Linked DNA regions of Mus musculus: regions 1, 2, 3, 5, 6 and 7 are each linked to region 4. Evidence: chromatin contacts called from public HiChIP or PLAC-seq and promoter capture Hi-C data. All regions are on one chromosome and are shown on one strand. The core of a region is the stretch at or near the end of the contact, and the rest is flanking DNA. Distances in the headings are between cores, read along the strand shown.

Region 1 (3,607 bases), core at 408-2,907, 2.8 Mb after region 4:
GCCAGGTGTGGTGGCGCACACCTTCAATTTCAGCACTTAGGAGGCCCAGGCAGGTGAATCTCTGAGTTTGAGGTCATCTCCGTCTTCAGAGCCAGTTCCAAGGCAGCCAGGACTACATAGTGAAACCTGTCTCAAAAAACAAAACAAAAGAAAGGTCTTCTTATTGTTGGCTACAGCCATAGAGCCTTCATTTATCCATCGATATGTTCAGAATGTAGGTCTTCAATAGCCACAACTAGGGAAGGACTTGTAAGGAAAGACAGGAGGGAACAGGTGTGGAAAGACATCCCTCCATTTACTAGCTGGGTCCTATCTTTCCCCCAAGGCTACAGACATAGGACTTAGCCATTTCCTCAGTGGTTGTCACAGCTTTCTCCTCTACCCTTTAGAGGAAGCAGAAGTTTAATGCATACCCAGACCACACGTCTCATAGAGAAACACACATTTGATTCTCCAAGGCCCCAAAGTCAAGTCAGGTGGAAACAAGGATATTTTTTATCCCCTTCTCTGTCCTAAGATCCAGCATAGGAGCCAAAGTTAAACTGTAGCAATCACTCAAACTCAAGTCAGAGCAGGAGCAATTCTAGGTGCAATTGTGTAACTAAAAACAAGGAAACTCCAACATCTGTATTGGGTCATTCATTCTTTAGCTGGTAGAGAGCCTCTCTAGCAAGAATGGAAACCCCTAGTATCGCTAACATAGGCACAAAAGTGCATGCCTGAATTCTCAGCACTTGGGATGGTGGAGGCTGGAAGGTCAGAAACACATTATCTTTTCTATGTATGGCGTTCAAAGCAGCCTGGGGTAGGTGAGACCCGGTCCCAAAACAAAGCAATCTCCCCCAAGCAAACAAAAAGCTTTCTGGGCTGCAGATGTTTCGGGGATCAAGTATTCACATAGTATGTGCCAATAGGGTGAAGACCCAGGAAAAGGAGGGGTTTTGTGTGTTTTCTTTTTGTGATTCTGTGGACAGACTCTGCGCTGACATGCGCCTGTCGCACGCTACCACCAAAATCACATTCCCAGCCATTCTCCATCTCACAAGAGCTAGCGTTAGAGGGTCAGATTTATTTAGCCTGACCCTGGTAGACACAGCTAGTCAAAATCAGTTCCCTTCCTTTCATGCACTGGCTTATTTAAGATCCTTCCGTAAATGGAACCACGAATACTAATCCAGCGCTCCTCATCAAAAGCATTCCATTCAGAAGAAAAGTAATAGGTGCCCGACCAGAGAGGGTGCGAGTACAGAAAAGCAGGGCAGGAGGACCAAGCTTGAACATAGCTGGCTTAACATGGTCTCTTTCCTTTTCCTGAAAGTTCAAACGCCTACCAGGCCACAGTCCTGGCGAGCAGACGCACGTGTACCCTGCGCATGCGCGCAACCAAGGCACACCCGCCCCCTCCGGCTGGTCTTCTTCAGCCAAGTCACCAACCCTCTAAATGCCCGCCCTCAAGGCAAATTCCCTGGCCAATCGGAGGCAGGAGTCACTAGGGACGTCACTCTCTTTGCCTACACCCGCTTTCTCCCCGCCCCCATACAGGGCACCGCCCCGTAGAAGGAACGGATTGTCACCTAAGCGCTCCGTCCGGGCATCTGATTGGCTCTCCCGGAAGACCCGCCCCCTTCTCATCCCGCCGCCCGCCCCCCTCGGCGCGCCCACAGCGGCGGGCGGAACCGAGCGCGCAGGCGCGGCGCTGCCTCTCTCTGCTGGTGGCCCGCCCTCCCTCCTCCCCTCCCTCCCCTCCCCGTCCCCTCTCCCCCTCCTCAGGCCCGCGCGTCTTCCTCCCGCACGCGCCGTCGTTAGCCGAGCGCTCGCCGGTGCGCGCCTTCCTTGTCCCTCAGGCAGCGGGGCGGGCGCGACCCTGCTCCACGCTCGCGGTTCCCAGCGAGGAACGTACCACCAGAGCACGGGGGGAGCCGGCCGCCCTGCCGCCCGCGCCTCGGCGACCCCGCGGGGCTGAGGCGACGCCGCACCCTGCAGCCTGAGCGCACAGCCGGCCTTGACCCAGAGCTCGGAGCCGCGAGCGCCGCGCCCTCCGCCGGCCCCACCCATCCGGACCGCGGCCATGGCCGAGACCGAGGAGCGGAGCCTGGACAACTTCTTCGCCAAGAGGGACAAGAAGAAGAAGAAGGAACGGAGCAGTCGCGCGGCCAACGCGGCGAGCGGCGCGGGCGGGAGCAGCGCGGCGGCGGGCTCCAGGCCGGGCGATGGCGGGAGCCTGGGCTCCGGTGCCAGGTCGGGCGACGGCGGGAGCTTGGGCTCCGGCTCCAGGTCGGGCGACGGCGGGAGCTCGGGCTCTGGTGCTAGGTCCGGAGACGGCGGGAGCTCGAGGTCCGGAGACGGCGGGAGCGCGGGCCCCGCCGGCAAGGCCATAACGAAGGTGAGGGTCGGGAGGCCGGCGGCCGGCCGCATGTGCCCGCCCCCGCCGGCCCGGGAGGCCACGTGACTCGGGCTTCGCACGTCGGCCCGGCGGGCGGGCGGGCTCGCGGTCCTCGGCCCCCGGGGCTCGTCTGGCCGCCCCCGTCCGCGGCCCTCTGCGCGCCGCGCCCTCTGGGCCACGGGGGTTGGGCCGGTCCCCGGGTGACGTGTGCCCGAGTCCTCGTGGTCCCGCTTGAGCCCCGCTGGGGCCGGATTTCATGTTCTTAAGGTGTTCCGAGGCTCCTCTGTGCCGCCCGGGCCAGCGTGGCTTACTCTCCCAACCACGGCCACGCAGGGCTGGGAATTGAGTTGTGGAATTTCTGTCGCCTTCTCTCCGCCGCTCAGCTCGCCCTGGGCTTGGGTTTAAGTAAAAGCGGCGGCAGAGAGGGCGTTTGGGAATTAGGCACGTCTCCGGATCTTGCAGGAACGGGCTAAACTTTACCGTCCGGCCACTAGCCCCAATTTTTGAGACAAGGTCTCACGGTGTAGCTCTGGTTGGCCTCCAGTTCACAAAGAGCCTCCGGCCTCTGTCTCTGGAGTACTGGGATTAAAGGTCTGTGTCACTGTCTGCAATTTTGTTTTTTTTTTGTTGTTGTTGTTGTTGTTGTTTTTTGTTTTTTTTAAAGATCACATTTATTTGCTTATTTGTGTGCGCGCACTCCTGTGTACGTGTGCGGAGAGGTTAGAGGCCGGGGTAAATTCTCTCTTCCCACCACGTGGGCCTGGAGAGTTAGACTCTCTGGTTCTCGGTGTTGACTGCCGCCGATTCTTAGACCGACTCAAGAATCCTGGCGACCACTGATGGAATTTTTCCGAGTCTGGAATCTGTTTACCAAGATCTCTAATTAATTAATTCGATGTTTCGCGGGTACCTTTACCAGTTTGGGGAATCCCGTTGGCCCTTGATGCCTTTTAGTCTGAAGTGGGCTTACCAAAAACTAATCAGGTGTTGTTTCTTCCATAGGATGAAAATGAGTGGAAAGAATTTGAGCAAAGAGAGGTTGATTACAGCGGATTAAGAGTTCAGGCAATGCAAATAAGGTAGGATGTGATTACACGTGGGATTAGGTAACCTTGTTAAGTAGTGCACGCGTTTACTTTTTTTTTTTTTTAAATGCCCTCTGTGTCATTAAATTAGTTGCCAACTCTAAAATCCTGTGGTTTCCCTATTTGCAGCTATGTGGAT
Region 2 (3,331 bases), core at 753-3,252, 2.4 Mb after region 4:
GGGTTCAAGGTCATCCTCAGCTACATAAGAAAGTTGAAGGCCAGCCTGGACGGCTTGAGACACTGTCTCAAGTACAAAACAAAGGGCCAAACTTCATAAATGTAGCGGCTTTTACAAGTATTCTCAGCAACCGCTGAGCTTATGGAATGTGCATCATTCTGGTCAGATCTGGTCAGACTCTCCCAGCTGCTTGGTCTCAGCTTGTTTCTGAGAAACTATGTAACATGCAAATCATGCTAGGAAACATGGTTTCCAGACTGCAGAAGAATCTTGGAGGCCTACTTCTCTTGCTTAGGCATCTTCCTACTCCTCTCTGTCCAGAACCGCTCTGTCCAGGACCGCTGGACTATTGTTGTGTAGGCTCAGGGTGGCCTGAAACTCTGCATTTTGAGCTAGGTGACCTCTGATAGGAGAAGTCCAATGAATGATGCCTGAGACTGTTAAGTGGGTCTCACTCCTGGCTGAGAAGCCAGAGGCACCTGACATGCAGACAAAGGCAGAAGTCCCCTAGGTGACAGCTTGATCACCTCCATGAAGAGTAAAATAAAATGACTTGGCACGTGTTCCTATCTTTTGGCCAGGAATGCTGGTAGAAGGAGGATTTAGAAAGCTTAATATTGAAGGCTCTTGAGAGTTGGGCATGGTACAGCATGCCCAGCATCCCAGCACTTGGAACACTGAGAGAGGGTCATAAATTCCAGGCCAGCCTCAACTACATAGGGAGACAGTGTGTGTATGTATGTGTGTGTGTCTCTGTGTGTGTGTATGTGTGTGTATGTGCTCTTGAACTATCCTGAAACATTGTTGAATAATAAACTTGGCAATACTGGACAGCAAACCTGTTAGTTGTCTAGTCTAAAAAATGTCCATCTCAAGTTTGAGGATGCAGAGGCATTGGTTATCTGACTTAGCAACAAAGGATTATTTAGATAACTTTAAAAACCCTCAAGGGAAACTACGTTTCAAGCTCTGCATTTTATACCTAAATTGTCCAAAGCGTTAGTTACTTACATCTCCATCCTTTTAGAACAGTGGTTCTCAACCTTCCTCATGCTGCGACCCTTTAACATGGTTCCTCATATTGTGGTGACCCCCCCCCCCACCATAAAATTGTTTTCCTACTTTATAACTGTAATTTTGCTACTGATATGAGTTATAACATAAAAATATATGTAGCCATGGTCCTTAACGGGGTCGCGACAGATAGGCTAAGGACTGCTATTTTAAAACATTGTTTTAAAATTCAAACGTAAAGTCTTATTACAGGCTGTTGAGATTCTACAAGGCTGGAACCACTTGGATGGTTTCTCTCGTATCTGGTCAAGTCTCGCATAGTGATACTGAGCCACACGTGTGAGCACTTTAGCACGGAGTGTTCTCATTTGTCTCTACTCAGTCTGTTCCACATACACATAAAGTTGGCCCAGGTATACTCCATACCCTTTCCTCAGCTGCTGTTCAAACTCTAGGTCTCATCACTTCACCACACGTCTGAATGCTCTTCAACACTGAAGGGCAAGAAAGGTCGTGAAACTTACAAATAAACGGGGCAGGGGCTAGCCACATCATTTTTTGACAGTGCTCCTTAAAGCATGGCCTTGGACCAAGAGAAGGTTCATCACTACTTGGGGACTTGTAAGAAATGCAGATTCTCGAGCTTACACCCCAGACTTTAACTAGACTCCCAGGTGATTCTTATTTAAGCTAGGATCTAAGAAATAACTAGATGTAGGAATTGGCCAACTGGACGCCACTCATCCGCGGAAATAAGGGACTCAGCCCTTTGTGCCCGCCTCGCACCCGCTCTACTAGGTAGCAACCGAACCCCCGGGGACATCGGAGCCAGGCGCTTGCCGAGGGCAATTTGGTGATTGGCTTGTGAGGCCACGTGACCAGCGCTGGGCTGTCCACGCGACACGATTGGTTCTCGCGGACGCTGACGGACAGGGCCGGGGCGGGCCAGAGCCCGGTCGGAGGGGCGCCCGCGGGGGCCGGAGGGGCGAAGGCGCGAGTGCGCGTGCGCGAGCGCGAGCGGCGGGGCTTTCTCCGGAGCCGTCGGAGGGAGCCGGAGCGCTTCTCCCGAGGTGAGCGGAGTGGGGCGGTCCCTCTGATGCCGGGTCCCAGGGAGCGGCGGGGGATGGCTCTGGGTTCGCCTGCCCCGGGAGCCCTGCACTAGGGAGGATGCAGCCCAAGCATTCGCTAGTCTCCGAGCCTTGGTTTCCCTTTTCCCACCCTCTGATACATCTCGCCATCCTCCCCGCGGTCACCGCGGCTGTGCCCGAAGAGGCTTGCCCACCTGGTCGCCTCGCCTCGGCCTTTGTTTCCCGCCCCGGAGGGATGCTGCCACCGGTCCCCTCCCCAGGGGAAGGGCTCCTGAGGCGCTGCGAGGGCGCCACGGGCGCTGGACTGGGTCTGGGCAGAAGGTGGCTTCCATGCAGTGGGACCTGTCGCATAGGAGAACGAAAGGGTCGGGGAGAGGGTAGTGTCACTTTGGTTCGAGCCCTTGAGACCCGAACTAATCCGGTGACTGCGAGAGAAGCGGAATTCATAGCGCAGCTGATGATTCTTCTGCCTCGATGCGGGAGCGAGCATCGTGGGGGAACCGAGCCTGTGCTGCCTGGAAAAGGGTGCCCTGGGGAAGGCTACCCTGTCTGTCCGCTGGACCTCGAGCCTGCCCTCACCCCAGACTTCACCGAAATACAATGCTCGGAACCTACGGAGAGAATCCAGAGATGCGTTACAAACCTTAAATATTTTTCCCTTTAAAACAATTAGATAGAGCAGGTCACAAAAACCGGTTTCCAGAGACAGTGTAACTGGTGACTGGGAAATAGTGAGGGAATTTGCCTGCAGTGAACTGCAGACCAGACAGTGCACTGAGAGGCTTCTTCAAGAAGATAGAAGACGCGGGGTGGGGGTGGGTTCTGTGACTTTCTAGGTCTATTCAAGAGGGTACTTAGTTTCAGTCTGTCAGGAGGGCAAGCAACAGAGGGAGAGGGGAGGTAGGGTCTAAGATGCACTTTGTAAATCTTTGCTAAAGTGTATGGGTTTTTTTTATTATTTATTTAAAGACCATTTGACTGCCAAAGAGATGGGGTGTGGGGGGAGGAAATCTCCCTAGAATCCTTTAGAAGAGGGAGGGTGTGTCCAAGAGTTTAAAATGGTGCTTAAAAGGCAGGTTCTTGGGGAGTGTCCCCAAACACAGTAGCAATGACATGCGAGGCGTCTAAAAGACGTGAAACTTGAAAGATCCCATGAGTTTTCCGCGGGTTAACTAATCTGATGCACCTGGCTTTGTAAAAACTGGTTCAGCCAATTGCCAGAGTTTCCG
Region 3 (3,406 bases), core at 349-2,848, 3.0 Mb after region 4:
AGACTCCAAGTATCTTTTGCCTAAATACGACAAGAGACTCCCATTGATTCCCCCAGCCTCAGTCTTTTCTCTCTCCAGTCACAGTTCTCCACAGATCTGCCAATTATCCATGTCACCTTCAGCTTATTGTTATACTATGAGTAAACTCTGAGTTCTTCAGCATAGCACACAAAACCACTCCCAGGTCTGATTCCTACAAACTTTTCCAGCTGCCTTTCTGCCACTTTTGCTTCCATGGACAATCTAATCATTCTTATACATAGCCTGTAGCCAGCGACTCAGTATCTGGCGATGGTAAGGCCAACGGAGTGGCCCTCTCGAGTGGGCTTCTTCTCACCTGCCCTCTGCCTTTTGAGGATGTATGGAAATCGAAATCACATTGCGAACCTTCCAAACTCAAACTTTAACATCTTTGTTTCATTTCCTACCCAATCACTCACTGCCACACTAGAGAGGAAGGGAATGTCTCATTTCCTCTCTTCCTGGTACCTGCAGGAGTTGGGGTTTTATGTGGCAGTGCGACATTTTAATGAATTTGTTTAGCCTTTAAGTGACATCGACTTTTCCTGTCATCTCCCAGGCAGACCTGTACTTAAATACTTTAAAATAATGACAGCTACTTAATGACAGAGGCTGCAAATGGCCCTCGAGGCTTGGCCACTTCTGACTCGCAGAGATATTTTTAAATTGAAGCTCACATTTTTTTTTAAATGTTTCGATTACCCGATGAAATCTTAAGTAGAAGAGTTCCCATGAAGATCTTTTATAAATAAGTCCTCTTGAGAAACTGAAAAATGTTGTCTACTCTGGGCCTCTCAAATGGCCTACCTGGTTGAGTAGGCCTGCTTCCTTTGGGTGGGAATGATCAATCTATCGTCGACACCTCCACATCCTCCCGAGCACTGATTTTCCTGATTGCTTTTTAAAATGCAGTCATTTTTTTCCGTGCTGGACGTGTCAATGCAGGACACAGAATTCCCGAGTTTCCCACATGTCATTGGCTTTTACTCAAGCTTCTCTTCCGTGCGTCTTTTTCTGTTTTCTTTAGTTGCCGGTATAGGTTAATGCATCCTCCAAGATTCAGGTCCATCTCTAGCTACTTTTCTCTGACCTCATAAAGGACTTGATGTGTCTTTGTGGATTCTCTGTGACTCCATCACATCTTCGGTCACATCATACTGTGGTAAAATCTCTCATAAATTTCATCCCATGTAACGGCCGAGTAGAAATCCTCACCCTCAAATGAAGTTTTGTAGCCGTTAATTTTGCTAAAAGTCATCATTCTTTCAAAAATCGAAATGAAATGGGAGTAGAGGGGTGGGTTTGACCAAAAGACATCATATTCATTTATGAAATTCTCCAAAGATAAAAAATTAAAATGCAAAGAAAAAAAATTCCACAAAGCTATACATGTCTCAAAGCATGCCGATATGAATACACTCGCTAACTGGGTTGTAGAAACCAAAAAACTCCAACTCCCATCAGGCACTTAGCCGAGATACCCCTAAGGGACTACAACTCCCGTGATGCCCCGCGCCCCACCACGGCGTGGAGCCTAGAGCCACGTAACTTTGGCGGCCCGGGAAGACTACACACCTCTTTCATGGCTTCGGCGAACACCCGGCGAGTTGGCGATGGCGCCGGTGGCGCCTTCCAGCCTTACCTCGACTCCTTACGACAGGAGCTGCAGCAGAGGGATCCGACGCTGCTCTCCGTGGCGGTGGCTCTCCTGGCGGTGCTGCTGACGCTGGGTGAGGCGGCCGGCATTCACGGCGAGGGCAGGGTGGCTCGGCGCCGCAGGCCAGGGAGGCGGACGGCTGCGTTCCCTCTTCTACTACTCGTCTTCCAGACCCAGCAGTGTGGAAAGGGGACGCTGAAGTGACCTGGGTCTTGGGACAGGACTTACATGAGGCGGCCCTGTGCGCTTGAGCGCTGCGGCCGCCATCGTTCATTCCAACTTTGAGCCACTTGTGTCTGAACTGGGCTCTGAGATACTGGGGTACTAAGGTAGAGTAGAAATCCACCAATCAAATGTAGCAAGCCACTAATTTTTCCCAGATCCATCATTCTGTGTATACTTTTAGTCTCCACATTTGGATGAGGGAAATAGACGTGAAAAGGTTTACAGTTGATAGTGGCTGGCGCTCCGTGAGTTCCTAACAAAACTGACTCTAATCCGTGTGACAATGAAAGTAGTCCAGATGGACGCTTTGTTTTTTTGTCGTAAATGCCTACTAATAATGTCTTTAGAAAATGAAGGCTGCCTTTCTCTTCTCTGCAGTGTTCTGGAAGTTCATCTGGAGCCGAAAGAGCAGTCAGAGAGCTGTTCTCTTCGTTGGTCTCTGTGACTCTGGGAAAACGTTGCTGTTTGTCAGGGTAATGCTTTGATTTTCACCTCGGTTAGACTTAAGAGGGATGGGTAAGGCATTTCCGTAGCCCTGTCATCTTGCAGTTTATTTGGTACAGCAAGTTTAGGACATGTTTTTAAAAATATTTTTTTTTCTTTTTAATTATATGTATGTGTGTGGGTATATGCACATGAGTGCCTGTACCTGTAGAGGCCAGATGTGTCAGATTTTGTAGAGTCGGTCTTCAAAGCTGCCTGATGTGGGTGCTGGGAATTGAATTCAGGTCCCTTTGCTAGAAGCAGGATGGGATCTTATCCAACTTAGTTGAGTCTCCAGCCCTGGGAGTTAATTCTTTTTTTTTTTTTAAGATTTATTTATTATTATATCTAAGTACACTGTAGCTGTCTTCAGATGCACCAGAAGAGGGAGTCAGATCTCATTACAGATGGTTGTGAGCCACCATGTGGTTGCTGGGATTTGAACTCAGGACCTTCGGAAGAGCAGTCGGTGCTCTTAACCACTGAGCTATCTCTCCAGCCCCCTGGGAGTTATATAAAAAAGACTCTAGGAAAACCTGTAAAAACACACACACACACACACACACACACACATACACACACGATGCTGTTAGAATACGTGGTCTGGGGATGGGGAGGTGACTCAGTCTGTTTTCTTGCCTGGCAAAAAAATGAGGGTCTGAGTTTGGATCGGTGGCACATACGTGAAAGCCAGGTCCAGAAGTTCTTGTCAGCAATCCCAGGGCCTAGGAGGTATGGATCCCTGGAATTCCTTGGCTCACCACCACCCATGCTAGTTGGTTTTCTCCCCGGGTTCAGTGAGAGACCACAGCCTCACAAAAGGTGGCTGGCTGTGTGGTGGTGGTCCATGCCTTTAAAGCCAACACTTGGGAGGCAGAAGTAGGAGGATCTCTTCAAGTTTGAGGCCAGCTTGGTCTGTAGAATGAGTTCCAGGACAGCCAGAGCTGCACAGAGAAACCCTATGTCAGGGAAAAAAAAAAAAAAAAAAAAGCAAAAACAGTAAATAAATAAGGTGGAGAA
Region 4 (3,393 bases), core at 301-2,800:
TTAAACTAAACACCTCCTGCTTAGGAAGGAAGCTGAAGTTGACAAAGGGAATCAAATTTAGCCTAAACTAGTTTCTGCTACAAAAGAGGTCACTGCTTACTTATCGAGGATTTGAACTTCCAGAGATGAGACAGGCAATGTCTTCCTCACACCCAGGCTATGAAAACGGCAAAGATACACAAGTTCTCCAACTAACATAATTTCCATAACCAGTTCCAGAATTCCAAAACTTTGATAACTATAAGCAAACCACAATCTGGCGGTTATTGTTTTTTGTTTTTTAACTGTTTTGAGTCAGGGTCTCTCTGCTATGAAGTCCAGAACTCAGGGTCTGACTGCCTCTATCGCCCAAATGCTGAGATTACTGGCTAAGCGGCCAAACTTGGGTTTTTTTTGTAATGCAAAAGGAAACACTAAATTGTTCCGGAATGCTTTCTTTGTTTTAAAGAGAGCTCACATTCTGACCAGAATGGGGCGGCCAAGTTCTCAGGAGTCTGGCAAAGAAAAGTTTCCAAGAGTCTGTTTAGTAAGTTAACTGTAAGCCTGGGTATTGGTACTGGGAAAGGACAGCAAGCTCACATGGGCACAATCGATAAATCCTGACAGCTTAAAAACTGCATCCCGCGGGGCTTGATTGCAGAAAAGCCGCGCGGGAAGCTGAGGGGTAGGGGGCGGGCACCGTGCCAGGGCTGAATCCAGGTCACTGCTGTGAAGGCAGAGAGCTGGACGCCACTGATGGACAGAACACAGCTCCTGCCGTTCTGCATCGAGCTCAGAGTCCACCCGCACATTCTGACAGTCGCCAGGGGAGTGGAAAGGGCTATCCGTCCGGCTGCAGGGTGCAGGGACATGGCGTTTAAAGGTCAAGGTCAAGGTGGGGTTTGGCAAGCGGGAAAAGCGCGCTCGGAAGAGAGCAAAGACACATGAACTAAGAACCATCATCATCTTAAAGAGGATCTCCTGCAGCACTGCGGGATGGAGGTGGCCCTGGCAAGAGCGCCTGCACCACATGCCTGGGGTTGGGGGTGGGGGCTCAGTCGGGGACCAGCGACAGAGGGAAGGAGAGGGGCACTTGGAACTCGGCCACTATCACACTCACTTGCCCTCCTGGCAGTCATAGAGCACGATGGAGTCATCATCGCTGCTAGAGATGACCGTCTCGCCATTGGGACTAAAGTCAAAGCAGTTGATCTTGTCTGAGTTCTCGCGGAACACCTTGGCGACGCGGAAGCTCCGGAGCACGCTGTCGGTCAGCTTCATGGCGGCGGCGGCTGCTGCTGCTGAAGGCAGCGGCGGCGCAGGGCCGGGGCGGGGCCGAGAGGCGAGCGATCGGGCGGGCTGCTCAGGGCCAACCCCGGCGGTGCGGGCGCCGCGCTGGAGACGAACCGAAGGACGGCTGACAGTGGGGCTGCCGCGTCCTCTTCCTCAGGCGACGCTCTCTCGCCCGGACGACGGGACCTCGCTGACCGTTCTTCTCCGGAGTCAATTCAGGGCCAACCGGCGCTCCGCCGGCTCATTGTGTCCGCCATCTTGAAGGGAGAAGCAAAATCAGAGGGCGAGGAGCTTGTGTCGCGGCGGACGCCGGGAAAGGGGGCGGGGAGGGAACGGAGGCGCGAGCTGGGGGAGGGGGGGCGGGACGATGACGTCAGCGGGGCGGCCTCCCGTTGCTGAGGCCCCGGAGCTGGAGCCCGCGGTTCTGGGGTGTGAACCTGCGGGCGTGGAGCATCTAAACCCTCTCTCTCGAGGGCAGGACTTGAGGTCGCCTCGGGGCTAGTGCCTTTGTGGGTGCTCTCAAGCCCCGGGGAGACGCTGGTGTCTCTGAGGCCGCAGGACCTGGCGGAGAGGCCTGCTCGTGTGTGGGTGTGAATCAGGTGAACCCATCACCGACTGACTTAACCACTGCACGGCCGAGCCAGGAGGCTTCGATTTGTTAGTTGAGTGATGTACAACATACACTTGCACGAAGTTTTAAGTGGCATTTTCAACTGGGTTTATATTAAACTTCAGAAGCTTGGAACTTCTTTTAAAATTTAATGAGAGTCGAAGCGCATGAAGATCCCTAACTTCTAGTGCGGGAGGAGGGGGAACCTTAGGAAGGGACATTTCACTCACTGGCAGGTGATTGCAAAGGCATGACAACCAGAGTCCCTTATAACCTGGGTTGACAAACGACGAAATGGAACACGAGAAAAAAATGGAGCCTTCTTGAAAAATGTGCGGGGGGGTTGCATCTCAGGTTCTTAGGTTAAAGAAAAAAGGTAGCTAGATAGAACTGGAAGTGGTTGGCTGAGGGAAAACGACAAGATTGTAAGTTTGTACTGCAGTTGTCTCCTGACAAAGGGCAGAGTTCCTGGCTACAATCTGTTCCGGGGTGTGAGGAAGGGAAGGAACCAGTTTGAGTGAAACCTGAATGGATGGCAACTTTCCAAATTGCAAATCTGTTCTAGAAAAACCTTCCACAGGTGGTTGCACTCAATCCCCAGTGATTGCCTTTGAGTTTAGGTGATCCAGGTGATCCAGGCTGCTATGGAGCTTGAGATAGCAAGGACAGATCTGGTGCCATGTGCCCGACTTGCTGTGGGAACTGAAGTTTTCTGAAGAGCATCTACAATAAAGATCCTGCAGACTGGCTGACTACAACATCGCAATTGTGGAGACATCAAATGTAGGCAAAGGATCTGGAACTATTTTAGGCCTCTTTAAAAACTAGTGTGTGTGTGTGTCTGTGAGTGCGTGCACACATGCTTTTACCTTCTGAGCCTTCTAAGGTGGCCTTGCTTTAGACTTTAAATAGCCATTTACTCTAACTTCCAACATTCTCCTAATAAATTTCTCGAGAGACATCATTCAGTTTAGCTTCATTCACCCTAAAGCTAAGATGGCTGTAACATCACCTGAAATCTATAATTTCCCTACTATACAGCTTTGCTGTGTGGCCCATCTACTTGATATTTTCACAAATATAATTGATCAACATACTGAATTTGTTTTGGGGGGGTGCTGTTCTGTGACTACAAATTTGTGTAATTTCTTCTAGGTAGAACCTGTTATTAAGGGTAAATTGACTCCTAATTCCTGGGCAAAGCTGTTCTTTTATATCAGCATTTGGGAAGCAAATATACCCAGGAGATGCCAGTGTATGTGTGTGTGTGTGTTTGGAGGGGTCTGTTTTAACATACAAATTTGACTGTAACAACAGTCTTAATTTACCAAAATGTTCTCTACCAAAAAAAAAAAAAAAAAAAAAAGCCTTGAAAGGTATCTTTCAAAACTATACCCTGGGGCTGGTGAGATGGCTCAGTTGGTAAGAGCACCCAACTGCTCTTCTGAAGGTCCAAAGTTCAAATCCCAGCAACCACATGGTGGCTCACAACCATCCGTAATGAGATCTGA
Region 5 (3,797 bases), core at 819-3,318, 2.9 Mb before region 4:
CAAAACCAAACAAACAAACTCAAAAACCTGGTTTTGGGGCCTGGAGAGATGACCTAGTGGTTAAGGGCATTTGCTGCTTTCAGAGGTCCAGGGTTTTGTTCCCAGGACATACATCACAACCACCAGCTCTAGGGGATCCAACTCCCTCTGCTGCTTCACAGCTTCATGCATATGGTACATGGATGGACAAGCAGACACACAGATACATGCGTAAAAATTAAAAATATATTAACAAAACAAACAAGAAACCCCACAGGGCTAGGCTAAGTGGTACAGTATCGGGGAGCCCTGGGCTTGATCCCAGCATTGGGAGGAAAGTGAAAAGACTCCGCCTGCTCCATAAGGTGCTCAGACCTGCAATCCCTACACTTGGGAGGCTGGGCAGGAAGACGTCTACAGCGTGAGTCTCTATTTCAAACCCAGAAAGAGTGGGAGGAAATGCTTCCATAGTTGGTTGTAGTAATATTTGTATAATCTTTGATGTATTAGAATCACTGAATTATATAAATTAAATAGCTAAGCTATATAGTAAGCTTTATATCAGTAAACCTGTTATTAAAAAAAATAATAACTGGGCTGGAGAGATGGTTCAGAGGCTAAGAGGGCATATAAATTAGTTTGACTCCTAGCACTTAGCCACACTAGGCAAGTCACAACTACCTGTAACTCCTGCTCTGGGGTACCCGATGGCTCTGGCCTCTGGGGTCTTTCTTTCACTCTCTCATATACACATACATTCACACACTCATAACTAGATTTTTCCCTCAAAAACTGGGCATATAGTTCAATTATACAGCACTTACCTAACATGAGTGAGGCCCTAGGTTCAAGCCTTTATTGCACACATTCATTCAAGCAAGCAAACACACACACACACACACACACACACACACACACACCCCTCCGTCACTTCTTCAGCTGAAGCATCTCTTCAGGATTTTATATTATCTAACTGTATCACTGCTTGAAACGTAATAGTAATCCATCTTTCCTGCTACTGTGGTTAATGGGAACTCAGGTACAAATGCTAGGCTGACAAACTCACATCACCCTAATTAATCCCTCTTGTTTTCTCTCCTAACTCAAATCCAATCTATTAGCAAAATCCTGCTGACTTTCTAAGCCTAGGAGTCTCCCCAACCCCCATCTCTGTCAGGTATACAAAGTGGTCTCGCTGGCTAGCATGCCATGGCTGGACTACCCCTCACTCATCTCCATTCCATCTCAACAGCCTTCAACAGTCCCGCAGTTTCTTCAGGGCAAAAGTCAACGCCTTCTCCACAGCTTCAGGGGATCTGACTCTCATTGTCTCTCCATTTTCGACTGCTTTCTCACTCCTTCCAATCATATGAAGGACTGGAACACACAAGGCCGTCTTCCACTCAGGGCCTTGGCACTGCCTAGCTCTTCCCTGTTCACAGTTGTCTCCCTGGCCTTCCTAAAGTCCTGCTCAGAGAGCCCCTGGAGAAGTCTTTTTTAACTACCCTAGCAAAAATGACATCCCACCAAGGGAGCATTCCTTAACCACTTTCTCTGCTTTTTTTTTTTTTCCTCCCCACACAGGTCACATAAGGTGTGATGCGTATTTTACTTATTTGCTCTGCGGTAGGTTTGTCTTGCTACAATGTCAGCGTTCCTCAAGCCTCAGTCCAGAATACAATGTATCTATACAAAGTACATACTCAAAAAAACGAACTAGAAGAAAGAATTTGCAAACACTTGCACTCATTGTTTCAATAAGTCCGAACTTTTTCCCGCGGCTTCTGAAGCTGAGGACTGGGTGATAATTGGCCACTACCCACTTCTGCCATCTCCTATCCCATCTCGTGCCCGCCACTTGAGCTTTCCTCGGTTCCGGAAAGGCACTTGCATGTACCCTCCCCTCCACCTGCAATGCTTTCTTTCTGTGCCGGATTACAAGCTTTATAGGCAGACACCATCCCCCACTCCCACGGTTTCGGATAAACCCAGGCAGAAGGAGCCTTCCGCCCCGTACCTGAATTGCCTAAGCCTATTAGGCTCCAGCAGAAAGCCCCGCGTCTGCCACTCAATTGACCCCTGACCGGTCAGCACCCGCCCCTGAAGGCATCCTTTAAAATACGTGAGGGTGACTTCCTGCCTAGCAGCCAATCAGGGGCCACGCATAGGTGCGGCATAAGCGAAGGCTGTAAGTCCTGTTTCCGGCATACGATCAGGGGCTGGTGAAGGGGCTGGAGGCGCCATGTCGGGCCGGGAAGGTAAGGCTATTTGGAGATCGGGGGTGGGACGGATGGATGGGGAACCATGGGAGGGCGATCGATGGCGGGGATGGGCCGAGCATGCTCGTGTCGCCCACAGGTGGCAAAAAGAAGCCCCTGAAACAGCCCAAGAAGCAGGCCAAGGAGATGGACGAGGTGAGGACGGGAGCGGAGGCCGGGCGGGCGCTGAGGGTATGGGCGACTGGACTGGAGTGAACCTGCTTTGCCTCTCTGCAGGAAGATAAGGCTTTCAAGCAGAAACAAAAGGAGGAACAGAAGAAACTCGAAGAGCTAAAAGCCAAGGCCGCCGGGAAGGGCCCCCTGGGTAAGTGAAGATCGAGCTATTGTAGGTATACTAGGGCAGGACAGGTCTGTTCCGGGGGTCGTTGGTGAACTACTGGGTCTGGTGTACACTCTGGCCAAGCCCCCTGCCTTGGGTTTGTGCAGTTCGAAGAGGGCGGGAGTGGAAACGTTGCCTCTCAAGACAGTCATGGGCTTCCAGTTCATGGAGAAGCTACAGAAGTGGAAACACCAACATGTACGCCGCACAGACACATATAGCTAAGTTTCTGAGTATCCTCCTGTTTCTGGTTACAAACTAGCAATTCACTTTATAGGTTGTTAACCTTAGAACATAGGACTTTTTTTACTTGCTGGTCGTGTTATCAGTAATGATACTGAGTCGTGCTATCTAGACTAGAGGATAAAAGTCCAGGCTCCTTAGCATGTATTTCGCTCTGGGTACTATTTTGTTTTGTGGCTATGCTGGGGAGCACACTCATTTGTGCAAAGCAAACCCTCCCTCTTGAGCTGTAGCCTACGCTCCATGCTCTCTCTGTGCCTTGCCCACGATTTTTTCTCTTGAGAGTGAATCACAGGTCCAGGAGTCCTAATATCTCATTAAGAAAAGTTTTAATTTTTGTATTTAAGCATATAGGTGTTTTTTATGCATGCATATCTGTGTACCATGTGTGTGCAGTGCCCTGGAAGACCAGACAAAGGTCTCCTGGGACTGTAGTTACAGACAGTTGTGAACTGGGAATTGAACCCAGATCCCCTGGAAGAGCAGCCAGTACTCTTAAATGCTGAGCCATCTCTCTAACCTTTGTTGTTGTTTTTTAAATTGATAGACAAGTTCTCTACCATTTGGGCAGTGGTGGCTCACATCTTTAATCCCAGCACTTGGGAGGCAGAGGCAGGGGGATTTCTGAGTTCGAGGACAGCCAGGGCTACACAGAGAAACCCTGCCAAAAAAAAGTTTCTGAGGCTGGCCTTGAATTTTAGATTCTCCTGCCTTCACCTAGATAGCCAAGATTAGAGTCTGTGCAACCAGCCTGACTTTGTGTGCATTGTAAAAGCACTATTTTGCATTTTCTAACTAGCAATTATTTCTGCCTGTTATCAGTGTCACATAGATACTGGAACTGTCACCCCAAGACCTATTGCATTGGGTTCGATCTGTTGTTTATCCACATAGCAATGTAATTGTAGCTGTTGTGATTGCTTTTTAAAATGAGGTCAGTTATCTGGCACCTTTAATCTGCGATTATGTATAAGGAG
Region 6 (3,513 bases), core at 854-3,353, 2.2 Mb after region 4:
ACATGTTTACGTATGTTGGGATCTCTACTCTCTCTACTCACTCTCTTATCAATTACCAGGCACTTCTATGGTGTCAACGATTTCAAGCAAGATAGAAAAAAATGCAAACATTTTTGAATCCTAGTAAACAGGTTCTTCAGCAATGAGCTCTCAACGGAAATTAATGCTTTTTCTTTGAAATACTGCACCAGCACTAGGATTTTTCTATGCTTTGGGTTTTTAAGAGAATAAGACACGCAATTTGTAAGGTTTAGCTTGAAGAATAGTACGTATGAAGGTTCCTGTGCTCCTTGGCATTATATATTAATCATTTTACTCTTCTCCTGAGCCATTCACCGTCTGGATCCATCAGAGGCCTCCAGTAAATGTCAACATGGCTGAATGAAATAAATGTGAGGGAGTTTTCTCACGATGATGCAGGTAAGAAAGGAACAACAGGTTTCACAGGGAATTGGAACTGCTGATCTGTGATCTGTGACATCTGTCTGTCAGTCCTCCCTGCACTGGCCTCTTTATCCTGCTAACCCCTTCTCCCTGCAATTCACATGGTTCTTAGTGGGCAGTGGTGCACATACATGACATCATACACGAGGGACACGCAAGTCCACTTTATAAGGGCAAGCACATTGGTCTCCCAGTAGAAAGTGAGGCGAGCAGGGAGCTGAGGGTGAGAACAGCTTCCCAGATAATATGCTAATAGCCCAGCAGATTCTGAAGGGCTTCATAGCTTATGGGAATGATGCCCTACTAGAAGGAAGGAGCCTTCTTTTACAAAAAAATCTGTGATGTTTATTTAAGTTCTGATGTGCCGGGAGCTCTTGGGCTGTCAGAGATCCCTCTCACAGAAAAGAAAGGTATAAACAAATGACCACCAGAGAGGCTCCGAACCCACGGCATATAGTCCCATATTTTTACTCCGAGAAGTTCTGCTTTACCTAGTATCCGAATGAATCAAAGGCGATCTGTTATAAGGCCTACAATAGCATTGCAGTAACTGTTTAGTCCATTAACTAAATGGACTAAGAGAGTTTGAGTACTCTCAGGGAAGACTTTTAATCACAACAGTTAAAAACCATAAAATCAGGAGGTTTCCAGAAAAATTCCTATCGTATCATTAAACCCCAGAATCTGCCGAACTTCGCGAAGAAAACTAACCCAAGAACTCCATTTTGGAGATACCTAAAACCGGGAGGAGTTTGTGTGTAGTTGCTCTGAGAAATTTTTCGACTTCAGGACTTGGGTTGATTCAACGTGTCTTAATGAATGAACCGTAAATTGAAAGGGGCAGGGGAAGATGCTGATAAGAAATTAGTTTACACTCAAATAATGATTCCACATAAAGGAGGAGCAGCTTTTGCACAATTTAGAAAACAACTTGGTTTGTAGCTGGGGTAGGATGGTGGTGCCACCAAGCGGCTGAGCGGTGCGCTCGGGTCTCAGTTTCCTCAGAGCCTCCCGCTTGCGACGCTCTCGGTCCCGCGTTACCTGCAGCTCCGCCCGCAGCCGCTTGTTCTCCGTGTCCAGCTTGGCCTCTCGGCGGCCCATGGACAGCAACTCCTGGTTCTTGCTGACCCGGAAGATCTCATACTCTTTCTTGAGCCGCTCGAACTCGGCCGCCGCATACTCTAGCTCGGGCACAGACGAGCCGGTGGACTTGAAGCTGGCGCCCAGCAGCCCGCCGCCCCCTGCCGCGCGAGGCAGCGACCCGGGCCCGGCTCCCGCGCCCCTGCGGAACGAGCTGCGCAGCAGGCGGGCCTTGGGTTTCACTTCCACCGGGATCTCGCAGGCCTCGCCGCCGCCTGCCCCGTACGTGTCCTCGATCACCTCCCCGCCAGTGGGACTCACCAGCGACGAGGCTGTGCCCATGATGCCCGCGGCCGGCTGAGGCTGAGAGTCGGCTGGGTGCCAGGAGGAGGCGGGACCAGGAGGGCGGGGCCTGTCAAGCGGGGCGGAGCGCCGCAGGGAGAAACCAAAATCAGAGAGGAGCGTGGCCAGGAGCAGGGAGGTGGCCGGGGCGTGGCCAGGCCTTAAGGGCGGGGCCTAGATGGTGGGGCGAGGTGCTGTAGAGGAGAGGGCGGAGTTTGGAGGGAAGAGCGGAGCAGTAAGTGAGCCGGGCCTGGTGATTGGGGAGAAGGGCGTAACGTGGCAACTAGAGGGGCGTGGTGTTGAAGAAGAGTGGCCGTCTTGAGAAGGGGCGGAGCCATACTTTCGGGGCGTGGCCGAGCAAGCTGGGGATGTTAAGGCTAACAGAGAGGGGTGGGACGTAGCAGCGAGAGGAGGTGTGGTCAGTTGAGAAGAGCAGTGCCCAGAGAGAGTGTCGGGCCAGATTTTAGGGTCGTAGCCCGGTAAGTGGGGCGTAAGGCAGCAGCAGAAGAAAGAGAAAACCAGTCAGAGAGTCGGAGAGGTGGTCCTGGCTGGACAACGAGAGGGGGAGTGGCCAGGAGTCCTGTGGGGCGGAGCCAGGCTTTGGGGGCGTGACCAGACACGCGGGGGCGTGCTCTTCTGAATGAGACCAGTAGAGGAGCTGGACAAGGGAGGGTTGAGAGAAATGAGACTCGGGAGGAGAGGAATGGGTATCACGGAGCTGGCGGCCCTGAGAACTTGCTTTGCAGGAGCAGGCGGCAGGACTGAGCTGGGCAAGCTGGGCGGTACCAGGAGATCCGGACATCCAGAAGGGAAGGTTCCAGACTAGGCCCAAACCTACAAGCTCTGCTCCCTCTGCGTGAACTTTGTCTCAGTGAGCAAGAACTAGATCACATACCCATCTGCCCCCGCTCTGCCGCAACTGTTTCTGTGGTCCTGACTAAAGGGCTCTTTTCTGGAGGCAGTTCAGTGCCTAGTGTGTCTCTCAGGAAACATGTAATAAATAATGCCAGCCAGGAAAGAACTTCGAAGCATCACCACTTGAACCCCCCCACCCCCGCGACCCTTCTCTCCCCCCACCCCCATCCTTGATAAGCTCAGGTTTTATAACGCCTGGCGATAAGGATGCCAGGGACCCTATTCTAGACGGAAGAAAATTGTTAAGTACAGGGTTTGCAGGAAGGGAACGCGTGCTACTGTTCCAAGTTGTCCTTGGTCTGCTAACTTATCTTCCTGCCCATCCCAGATTGGTACCCCAGGTTAGAGGGGACAGAAAAGTGAGCAGTGGCTTTGACTCAACACTGTTGTGAGCTGGGTGCTGGTAATCTTTATACTTGCCCTTTTCTTAGGCAGTCTCCGAATGCCAGCCACTCTCTCTGCCATCATCCTCATTACCGGGAGCCTCATTACCCAAGGGGGATATAATCTTATTCCAGTGCTTGCTTACTCCATCCCCAGCTGTAAGAAATCTGGTAGCATTTTAAGCATCAGTCCATGCAGAGCCTCCTTGGGCTGACCTAAGATAGTCTTTGGTGGCTCACTCCATCCACAGGCATCCCTAGGATTCTTGGAAAGCCAACTCTGAGATGTAGATAAGCAAGCAAGATGTCTACCAGAGAATGCTGGGTAGGTACCTGGGGCAAGGCAGGG
Region 7 (3,794 bases), core at 417-2,916, 2.9 Mb after region 4:
AGTTGTGTGTTTAATTCCACACCAGAGAGCTTCTGGTCACCCACGGCTCCTCTTGAATACCTATGGCCGAGATGTGCTGAGAGCTTCACCGGGCTCTTTCCGCAGCCTGAAATCAGAGCGTCAACATCCTGCAGACTTGACAAGGAAACCAAGGACCAGAGAGGACAGGACCCTGATTAAATCCAGTAAGAAACGGTTGTTGAAAACCCTAAATTCCCTTGGTGATTCGCCTTGACCTTTCCCTGAGTGTATATGGAGCCTGGGATAGTACACTTGGTGATATACCCAGAGGGACATTTTCAAATGCCCATTTTTTTTTGACTTCATCATTTCAGAATCTTCCAGTCCATGTACAGGATTGAAATGCACAACTCTAGTGAGAGTTGAAACGGCGGCACGTATGGAGGGTGCAAGCGAAACGTTTCTGTGATGAATGCAGTCAAAGCAGTTTGGTGACTACTTAATCAGGGGTATCAGGATGCCAAGGAAGCCAAAGCCAACCATCAGACTGGTGGATGCTCAAAGCCAACCATCAGACTAGCACCCCAATGGAGGAGTTAGGCCAAGGACTGAAGGAGCTGAAGGGGTTTGCAAACCCATAGGAAGAACAACAATATCAACCAACCAGACACCCCCCCCCAGCTCCCAGGGACTAAACCACCAACCAAAGAGTACACATGGAAGGACCGTCCCATGGCTCCAGCTGCATATGTAGGAGAGGATGGCCTTATTAATGGCATCAATAGAAGGAGAGCCCCTTGGTCCTGTGGATGGATGCCCCAGTGTAAGGGGATGCTAGGAAGGTGAGGCAGGAGTGGGTAGATAAGTTGGGGTGGAGGGGGTGAGAGGTGGGGGAGCACCCTCATAGAAGCAGGGGAAGGGGAATGGGATAGAGCGTTTTTTTCAGAGGAGGATAACATTTGAAATGTAAATAAATAAAATAACAACAACAAAAAAAAGGAAGCATCCTCTTTATGCTTACACTGGCCCTTTGTTCTGAGCCTCACAGTTTGACCACTTCCTGGCAGTGGGAGAGAGTTTCTTGTCCCTGTGACTGTTTCTAGCCCGGATTGTCTCACCAGAAGCTCAAGGGCAGGAAGCTTTCAGCTCCAGAGCAGGCCAGGCCTGGCAGGGATAGAGGGAGGGAGAGCTGCCCCCGGACTGTTGCTGGGATCATGGCGTGCTGCCTCTCTGACCTGAGCCAAGTTTCCCAGTTAGGTTCCTTCTCCGGTTCTAGTCTGCCGTCCTAGGCAGTTTCCCTTCCGCTCAAGCCTCAGTCTCCCCCCCCGCCCCCCTATAAGGTTGATGAAGCTGTTGGCAAGTAGAAGCCCTGGCACCCGGGAGCAAGCCACTCCCGCCCAAGCAGCTGTACCATGCTGCTCCAGGCAGTGATAACAAAGAGTGGGTTCTGCTTTTAGCTTCCTTCTAAACACAGGCTTTTTGAGTGAGTGTGTGTGTGTGTGTGTGTGTGTGTGTGTGTGTGTGATTGTCGTGGTAGTGGATTCCATGCGCAGTTCTGTCCCACAGCTCAGGAAATGAGGTGATCATCAGGGCAAGAAAGGAAGGGGGTGGATGCGGGGTGATTGGGCAATTGGACTGCGCAAACACAAGAGGTCAAAGATTGCGCCCAGCCGGCCCCCTCCCTCCGTGCATAAAGGCGAGCGGGCCACGGGCAGGCGGCGCAGAAGCGGGTCGGTCTGTACTCCCCGCTCCTCGCCACACACACACCGAGAGGATGAGGCTCACCGTGGGTGCCCTGCTGGCCTGCGCTGCCCTGGGTGAGTGTGCGTGCAGGGGATGACTGGCTGGCTATGTATGCAACCCTTAGGAGCTAAAGCTGGAAGTCCCAGCTTCCAGCCCCTTGCTTCTTCTCTGTGGTATCTTCATCTTCCATAGCGTAGGAACAACGTGGATCCACATGCATCTGGGGCTCTGATTCAGTCTCTACCTTTCACTATCCTCATCACGCTGTCTCCCCTATGTCCAGTAATTTGAAGATATGGTATACGCGATGTTAGAAAACTTTTAACCAGTTTACCCAGGCGCTATCCCGGGGCCTCAGTATAGTCCAAACAGCATGGTGTGGTAGTCACAACTTCCTGAGATCTAATCCTGCTATCTCTCCTTTGTCTGATGCCTCCTTGGATGCCTTTGGCGCTGGTGGCTTAGACTAGGGTGTGGGATTTGAAGCCAGAATTCTGGGGTTCAAATCATACCTGTATTTCTCCTGCGACGGGTCTTGCTTGTTACCGCACATGCCTGGGAGGGTCAGGTGAGGGTGAGGTCACAGGTCCCAGTCCTGCATCCTGCTGACTCCTCACCAGAGGGGGGGGGGGTCTCAAAGACCCAAATGCCTGCTCCAGTTGGACTGTAGTTAGCATTTGTCACAGTGTTGGGGCTGTCTAGTTTGAGTGATTTGTCATCCCTAACAACTGTCAGCCTGAAACAGGCTTCCGTGCTTGTTAGCTCAGGACACCTTGTGTGGCTATGCACAGTGACACCGGACCAAGGTCAAAATTTACAAGTTAGACGAACTAGTTTGAAGAGGCTAGAGAGGTCGTCTATCCCTCTGGCCACGGTGAACTAAAGGGAAGGAGCTGGGGACGATCAGTCTCCCTGTTGTCCTTCCTCATCCATCCTGAGGTCCATTGGCCTCACCCACCCCGATCCATGCTTAGTGATTTGTGGGCTTGCTGAGTCAGTAAGTCAGCCCTGCTGAATTGCCCGAAAGGGAAGGGATGTGACAAGAGCTAGGAGTGCCAGGTCCCACAGACGGCATCTCTCCATCGTGTGGATTTCAGTGGTGACCCAGCTGGGGAGATGGTACAACTGGGCAGATGCTTAGCATGCAAACACCAGGACCTAAATTCAGAACCCCAGCAACCATGTAAAAAGCTGGGTACCGCAGTGCCCTGGGGAAGCAGACACAGGAAGATCCCAGGGAACCCACAGTGCCCTGGGGAAGCAAACACAGGAAGATCCCAGGGACTTTCTGGCCAGACAATCTAGTGGAACCAGCAAGGCTCAGATTCAGTGAAAGACACTGTCTCCAAAAAAATCAGGCAGAGAGTAATAGCGGGAGACACCGCACGTTGCCCTTTGTCCCCCACCCCCACCCCCCATGTGTTCCCATCTGCACATGCACACACCACATGGGAGCCCGATTATATAAGCACATACACACATCGTGATACACGTAATTGTCTTCAGCTGATTCTCTAAATGGCGGCCCAAAGGGGGTAAAGCATCCAGGGAAGGTTTGGTAGAAACAGAAGCCTGCTGCATAGAAGGGAGTTCCTAGCCTTTTCTCAACAGAAGACAGCTGAAGAGTATCACAGGTGAACTCGTGATCAAACTGTCGCTCAGAGAGACGCAAAGCTTCTAAGATCGTTATCTTCCCCTGGGGCCTGGCCATCAGACCTAGTGTCTGGGCTGCTAACAAACATGATGACGTAGGACAAACCTGCTTCCTCCCCCAAGGCCAGCTTTCTCATTTCTAAAAGACGGTATGCCTTTCCTAGAGTTGGTGTCTAGAGCCTTGTCTGAAGGTGGCTGAGGATGGTGTTTGCCCACTGAAGTTCACATTTTGATGTGGACCTTCAGCCAAGGCAAAAGAAGAGCAGGTTGTCACCTTCAGCTACCCCAGCATCTCTCTAAGCAGCCCAGGGTTAGGTGGGAACATGGCAGACCGTTGGGGCGAACGGATTCATCTGTTCCCAGGATCGGAGTGCAGCAGAGCCCTGTGCTCTGTCATGACTGCCACCAGGGATGAGAGGAGGGTGGAACAGAGGAGA

The links. Promoter capture Hi-C pulls out the DNA fragments that hold promoters and counts their contacts. HiChIP or PLAC-seq counts read pairs in DNA pulled down with a chosen protein or histone mark.
Region 1: a contact with region 4 is called in a promoter capture Hi-C map of pre-B cells, with 3 times the contacts expected there. The contact joins the promoter of Cdv3 here to the promoter of Wdr82 in region 4. A contact is called at or near these places in 4 of 39 promoter capture datasets (the 3T3-L1 cell line, cranial neural crest, liver and 1 more), 1 of 484 Hi-C or Micro-C datasets (embryonic stem cells), 2 of 115 datasets of contacts at active chromatin or transcription factors (astrocytes and embryonic stem cells) and 1 of 9 other capture datasets (adipose tissue).
Region 2: a contact with region 4 is called in a promoter capture Hi-C map of pre-B cells, with 2.7 times the contacts expected there. The contact joins the promoter of Tmem108 here to the promoter of Wdr82 in region 4.
Region 3: a promoter capture Hi-C map of erythroid cells shows a contact between it and region 4, with 5 times the contacts expected there. The contact joins the promoter of Srprb here to the promoter of Wdr82 in region 4. A contact is called at or near these places in 2 of 39 promoter capture datasets (erythroid cells and pre-B cells).
Region 5: a contact with region 4 is called in a promoter capture Hi-C map of liver, with 4 times the contacts expected there. The contact joins the promoter of Ccdc51 here to the promoter of Wdr82 in region 4. A contact is called at or near these places in 2 of 39 promoter capture datasets (erythroid cells and liver) and 1 of 484 Hi-C or Micro-C datasets (double positive thymocytes).
Region 6: a contact with region 4 is called in an H3K27ac HiChIP or PLAC-seq map of epiblast stem cells, with 9 times the contacts expected there. The contact joins the promoter of Nphp3 here to the promoter of Wdr82 in region 4. A contact is called at or near these places in 2 of 39 promoter capture datasets (hippocampal neurons and liver), 3 of 115 datasets of contacts at active chromatin or transcription factors (astrocytes, embryonic stem cells and epiblast stem cells) and 2 of 9 other capture datasets (adipose tissue and liver).
Region 7: a contact with region 4 is called in an H3K4me3 HiChIP or PLAC-seq map of embryonic forebrain, with 6 times the contacts expected there. The contact joins the promoter of Trf here to the promoter of Wdr82 in region 4.

The regions. Positions count from the first base shown.
Region 1 is chr9:103,363,830-103,367,436 of GRCm38.p6, reverse strand. Cdv3 (carnitine deficiency-associated gene expressed in ventricle 3) reads left to right here and starts at 1,657. Exons shown (of 5, transcript NM_175565.3): 1 at 1,657-2,383; 2 at 3,386-3,462. The coding sequence starts at 2,069.
Region 2 is chr9:103,760,508-103,763,838 of GRCm38.p6, reverse strand. It overlaps Tmem108 (transmembrane protein 108), which reads left to right and starts at 2,002. Exons shown (of 6, transcript NM_178638.4): 1 at 2,002-2,084.
Region 3 is chr9:103,200,257-103,203,662 of GRCm38.p6, reverse strand. Srprb (signal recognition particle receptor, B subunit) reads left to right here and starts at 1,598. Exons shown (of 7, transcript NM_009275.4): 1 at 1,598-1,751; 2 at 2,282-2,376. The coding sequence starts at 1,604.
Region 4 is chr9:106,169,086-106,172,478 of GRCm38.p6, reverse strand. Wdr82 (WD repeat domain containing 82) reads right to left here and starts at 1,550. Exons shown (of 9, transcript NM_029896.1): 1 at 1,100-1,550. The coding sequence starts at 1,260.
Region 5 is chr9:109,080,767-109,084,563 of GRCm38.p6, reverse strand. It overlaps Ccdc51 (coiled-coil domain containing 51), which reads right to left and starts at 2,068. Exons shown (of 4, transcript NM_025689.4): 1 at 1,997-2,068. Tma7 (translational machinery associated 7) reads left to right here and starts at 2,183. Exons shown (of 4, transcript NM_183250.2): 1 at 2,183-2,237; 2 at 2,338-2,393; 3 at 2,475-2,562. The coding sequence starts at 2,222.
Region 6 is chr9:104,001,134-104,004,646 of GRCm38.p6, reverse strand. It overlaps Nphp3 (nephronophthisis 3 (adolescent)), which reads right to left and starts at 2,103. Exons shown (of 27, transcript NM_028721.3): 1 at 1,486-2,103. The coding sequence starts at 1,866. Gm33054 (predicted gene, 33054) reads left to right here and starts at 2,288. Exons shown (of 2, transcript NR_168653.1): 1 at 2,288-2,345; 2 at 2,613-2,887.
Region 7 is chr9:103,228,158-103,231,951 of GRCm38.p6, reverse strand. It overlaps Trf (transferrin), which reads left to right and starts at 1,666. Exons shown (of 17, transcript NM_133977.2): 1 at 1,666-1,778. The coding sequence starts at 1,736.